Linked DNA regions of Sus scrofa: region 1 is linked to region 2. The links are chromatin contacts, called in public Hi-C maps. All regions are on one chromosome and are shown on one strand. The core of a region is the stretch at or near the end of the contact, and the rest is flanking DNA. Distances in the headings are between cores, read along the strand shown.

Evidence for each region. A called contact is a pair of places that touch in the nucleus more often than the background predicts.
Region 1: a contact with region 2 is called in a Hi-C map of liver, with 8 times the contacts expected there. The contact joins two enhancer-like sites. A contact is called at or near these places in 8 of 47 Hi-C or Micro-C datasets (embryonic fibroblasts, fibroblasts, liver and 1 more) and 1 of 2 datasets of contacts at active chromatin or transcription factors (skeletal muscle).

The regions. Positions count from the first base shown.
Region 1 is chr15:130,063,324-130,066,023 of Sscrofa11.1, forward strand. No RefSeq gene overlaps it. Among named protein-coding and RNA genes, the nearest start is that of PID1, 150 kb to the right of the region's middle. Within about 2 kb of position 1,413, at least 4 of the 83 cell types and tissues checked have an H3K27ac peak or open chromatin away from gene starts, as enhancers often do. A contact at or near this core is called in liver, where this site is marked.
Region 2 is chr15:130,327,677-130,330,376 of Sscrofa11.1, forward strand. No RefSeq gene overlaps it. Among named protein-coding and RNA genes, the nearest start is that of PID1, 110 kb to the left of the region's middle. Within about 2 kb of position 1,260, at least 3 of the 83 cell types and tissues checked have an H3K27ac peak or open chromatin away from gene starts, as enhancers often do. A contact at or near this core is called in liver, where this site is marked.

The sequences.
Region 1 (2,700 bases), core at 163-2,662, 260 kb before region 2:
TAAAGGAAAACACAATAAAACAAAGACATAACTGAAAAAAAAGTAAACGAAATTAAGATGGAGACATATTTCCAAAGTTTAATTGATGCCATGAAAAGAAGAAAACCAAAAAGGTGAAAGAGAAGAAAATGTTTAAAGATATATTCAAGGGAAATTTTCCCAAAATAAAAGAAATTATGTCTCCACATACACTATATCCTGGTAAACACTGGAATAGACAGTCAACATTTAGTTTAAGGATATTGAGTACAAATTATCTGTCTGCAATAAGAAACCTGAGGAAGAAAAAAAATCCAATGATCATTAGAGAAGAAATCGGGTTGGCCACCCTCCATCCTCTCATCTTACATCAGGTCTAGAAGAGAATCAGTGCAAGAAGCAGTTGAGTGCTCTCCACAAAGTCCTCAAGGAAAGAAAGCACTAAATGCAAATTTTGTACCAAGATATACTGCCATTCAAGAAGAAAGGTAGCAAAAATTCTGGACATGTTAGAACTCAGGAATAAAATTCTCTTACCTGCTCTTGAAGAAATTTCTTGATTAAAAATATCCTTGGGCAAATAATATATTTGAAGAGAAAAATAGTAGGAAAAAGTATTCAAGGTGAGCTTTGAATAAAGGACTTTGAATAAAGGACTTTGTCAAAAATAAATTGTGAGTGTATAAAACCTGTACACAATAAAGCTCAACAATACAGAATTAAAATGATTAGATAAAAGCCAAGAGAAGAAGTTGGAGAGAAGATGAGATGGAGGTTATATTAGTATGCTGCTACCTAATTAATTTATAGTGTGTGGTCAAAAAGAGCATTTTAAATCAAGAAATCAAGTAATAGAGATAAAAGTGTATGTTTAAAGATATAAAAGTAAATCTGAGGAAAAATATATTCATTTAAAATTAGATAATTTTGAAGGGAAAGGAGGAAGAACCAAATTGACAAATTTCACTATCATTCAAATTATGGAATAAATCAATTATGTGTAATAAAATAGATGATTAAATGAGTTATTTAATATTATATGTAATAGAGCAAACAATAGAAAATAAACCTATCACAAAAAAATGCAAAAAAAAAAAAAAAAAAGAAATTGAACAAACTGGTATATCCGATAGCATTTCAAAACAGTAGGAAGGAACTAGATTTAGTGAGTCAACTAGTAGTCACATAGGAAAAAATTCAAACAAATCGCTACCTCATATCTTACACAAAAGTGAAATCTAATACCAAAAAAATTTATGTGTGAAAAATAATTGTCGTAAAAACAGAGTTTGGGGACTTCTTTCTTATTATTTTGGCTCAGGATGACCCTGCAGGGAAAAAAGCCAAGGGAATTAATACACTGAGATCACCCTCTCACGTCCTCCAATCTTTGGCCAGTGTTCCCCATCAGCTAAAGCCAGATGCTGCCAGGGAGCAAGTGAGCAGATGCATGCAATCCTTCACTACAAACAAGGCTGGAGAGCAGGTCAGGAGGGGAAATGGTCTCAGACATAGTGCCAAGAATGCACAAGGGTCAAAGGATATTCTCTTCAACAGATGGTATTGGTTAAACTCTATATCCTCATGCAAAAAGATGAAATTAAATCCTTATCTTATGCCATGCACTAAAATGGGCTCCAAGTAGATTAAAGACTTGAAGAACTGAAACTGTAAAACTCCTAGAAGAAAATCCAGGGGAAAATCTCCAACATTTCAGTCTTGTCAATGATTTCATGAATATTAAACTCAAAGTACAGACCACAGGTGGGACTACTAACTGGTACTACCAAACATCAAACTAAAAAAGAAAATAATCAACAGAGTAAAATTCAGCTTACAGACTGGCAGAAAATATTTTCAAACCATAAAACTGAAAAGGGCTTAATCTGAAAATATGCATAAGAAATTCCTATCATTCAATGGAGATACTTAAAAATAGTTCTTTCAATCCCTATCTCAGATGGATGGAGGTTTCTAAGTGGTTTTTTTTAGTTGTTGTTTTTGTTGTTGTTGTTCTTCTTCCTCTTCTTCTCTTTTTTGTTTGTTTCTGGGGATTTTTTGCATTCACCACAAAGACTCCTAGAGCCAAGTATCAAGCTGATGTTTAGTCAAGTGTTTAAAAAAATTTTTGGCATTGAACTTATTCATCAATTTTCCTTTCCACTTATTATTCATATATTTTATATGTAGTATAGCATCTCCTCTATACGATACTTCAAAACCTTTTGGAAAAAGAGTAATATGTAAACAAAGAAATGTAAAAACTGAAATCTACTATGCACGTTTGTCTTTAAATTAAATCAGCACAAACCCTGCAGCTGGACTGCCCGGGTTCGAATCCTCACCCTTCCACTTAGGATCTGTGAGACCTTGGGTATGATAGGTAAGTTTTTTGGGTATCAGTCTCCCCATGTATAGACTAGGAGTAAATAAATATTAGTGTTTCCCCTTAGGTCAAGGTGGGAGTTAAATCACTGTATGTTACACAATTTAGCACGTACAGCATGCATAATAACAAATACAAGTACTACTTATGGTTAGTGTTGAATTTCCATATTATACTCTGCCATACAAGGCTTAGGTTTGGAAATGATATCCAAGGAATTGTAGTTTGGGAAGAGCAGAGGGTGGGTGTAGAAGAACCAATGATCTAACTTCAAACCTAGTTTATCTATTTTCTATCAAGTTCCATTCTTTTACATGTGGGCAATCAAAGCCTGA
Region 2 (2,700 bases), core at 10-2,509:
GGGGTAAATCGAAGCTGCAGCTGCCAGCCTATGCCACAGTCACAGCACTGCGGGATCCGAGCTTTGTCTGCAACCTACACCACAGCTCAAGGCAACACCAGATCCTTAACCCACTGAGTGAGGCCAGGGATTGAACCCGCCTCGATACTAGTCGGATTCATTTCCACTGCACCACAATGGACATTCCAAACTTTTTATCAGCCAAAAGTTGAACAAGAAACCCAGAGAAAGTTCTTCAAGATCTGGTTTCCTCATTTCACCCTCCTGAAGGTTCTACTGTACAGCCGCTGGCCAAAATGTGAATGAAACAGAAAAGCAGTGAGAGAGAAAAGATGGTCCCCACTGAGAAGCCAAAAACCACTGTATTTTTTATATTTTCTAGATCTGCCTCGGAGACATTTTAATCTCAGGGAAAACAGGCAGAGTATTGGAACCTTTGTAGACTGTCTCATGAGAAGACAGCTACATGGAGAGTCCATGGTTAGAATTTTCTGGAATCGTTTCTATACCTCTCTACACCACATTCCACTCCGTCCTTGTAATAACTATACCCCAGGCAAGACTGCGTTGGCCTCCTTTGTACCAAGCTCAGTCTCCAGTCGTCTTTCTCCTGCTCTCCACCTTTCCAGGCTTCTAGAAACATGTAATTGGTAGCTCACCAAAGACAGATACTCTGGCATGCAGGCTCCTTAGAGCTGAGACCACACTCCCGCATGGACGACTCTGTCACTTCCAGCACATCTGCCCAACCCAATCAGGCAACACTTGCAAATTATAAACTATCAAGGCCAGAAGTAATCTCATCTCTGTTTTAAAAAACCAATACCTTAGCCTTTTTTTTTTTTAAGTGAAAAGTCCCCTTTCACTTTTCCGAAAAGAGCCTGCCGGTCTCAAATCTGCTTCTTTAAAAATTTATAATTCTCCCGAGTCCCTTTAAGGAAAAAAAAAAAAAAAAAAAAAAAGTCCTCTGTGCAAAGGAGAAAGTAAAAAGGGAAGAATTCATATTTATTCATTTTTAAAAGTCAGGGCGGTAATTTAAATCCTCACATTCCTTTTGATCCTATTATATCTTTAATGGCAGAAGCTCCCAGCGAGGGCTCGAGTGGGATGTAACAAGTTTTAACATTCAAGGGAGCAGATGAACTTGCCGCGGTTTGTGTGACTGAATGAGAAATTACCCAGCTCAGCCCTGCTCGGGGCAACAGGTCGCTCTGCTTGTACTGGATTTGGGTCAAACCTCAAATCAGAAAATATCAGCATCATTTTGTTTGGCAAAGAAGCAGGTTTTGATAACGGTAATCCAACCTGATCAAAGATGCCATTTCCTGCAAGAGGGCAGGTTACTGAACTCAAATTAGAAGGTGACTGTCTAGCCTAAACAAAGTTCAGCTGCATCCCCTGAGCCACAGACTCTCTGAATGGGCCTCATCTAATAGGAACTGATAAAGTCAATTAAGGAAAGAGGTCCTGTACTTCCCTCACCTCTTTTGTTTCTAGGTATTTCTACAATAAATTGATGGACTCCTCAGTCTTGTTAAGAAGTTCTGGGAATCTTTTTTTTTTTTTTTTTTTTGTCTTTTTAGGGCTGCACCTGTGGCATGTGGAGGTTCCCAGGCTAAGGGTCTAATCAGAGCTGTAGCCACCGGCCACAGCCACAGCCACAGCAACACCAGATCCGAGCTGCGTCTTCGACCTACACCACAACTCATGGCCAACGCCAGATCCTTAACCCACTGAACGAGGCCAGGGATCGAACCCGAAACCTCATGGTTCCTAGTCGGATTCGTTTCCACTGCGCCATGACAGGAACTCCTGGGAACACTTTCTTAAAGCACTTTCTTCATTCAAGCTCATCTAAACTCTCACTGTTAAATGCCTTAAAAATGGATGAGGAAAAAATTAAGGAGATTGTATGAGAAGGTTAAAAAAATTTATGGAGTTCCCGTTGTGGCGCAGTGGTTAACGAAGCTGACTAGGAACTATGAGGTTGCAGGTTTGATCCCTGGCCTTGCTCAATGGGTGAAGGATCCGGCCGTGAGCTGTGGTGTAGGTCGCAGACGCGGCTCGGATCCAGCATTGTTGTGGCTCTGGCGTAGGCCTGTGGCTACGGCTCTGATTCGACCCCTAGCCTGGGAATCTCCATATACCACAGGAGTGGCCCTAGAAAAGGCAAAAAGATAAAATAAAATAAAATAAAATAGAATAGAATAGAATAGAATAGAATAGAATAGAATAGAATAGAATAGAATAGAATAGAATAAAATAAAATAAAATAAAATAAAATAAAATAAAATAAAATAAATAAAAAGATTTGTGTAAGGAGGGTGGGGCTTCAGACTCGGCTCAAAGAGCCGGATTCATCGTGATGGCCTCATCAACCAAGTTTTCCATCTCCCTCCCCATGGCCACAGCATCTGGGCATGTAAAGTGTCCCATTCACTGAGGAATCAAGCAAACCAATGTTTCTATACGGTGGTGCCTTGAAGGCCAAAAAAATGGGGGGGGAACCCCAGACAGCAAACAGAGCCGGTGACAAAGATAACCACAAGGAATGTAAACAAAATATTATTACAAGCAGCTCACTCACCACCTCACCCTCAACAACTCCCTGCTCTAGAAGCAAAAAGTGAAAACAGACAAATTTGTGTAAAGAGGAGCAGAGCTGCTCTTCGGGAAGAAGCCATAAATATGAAGATTTTT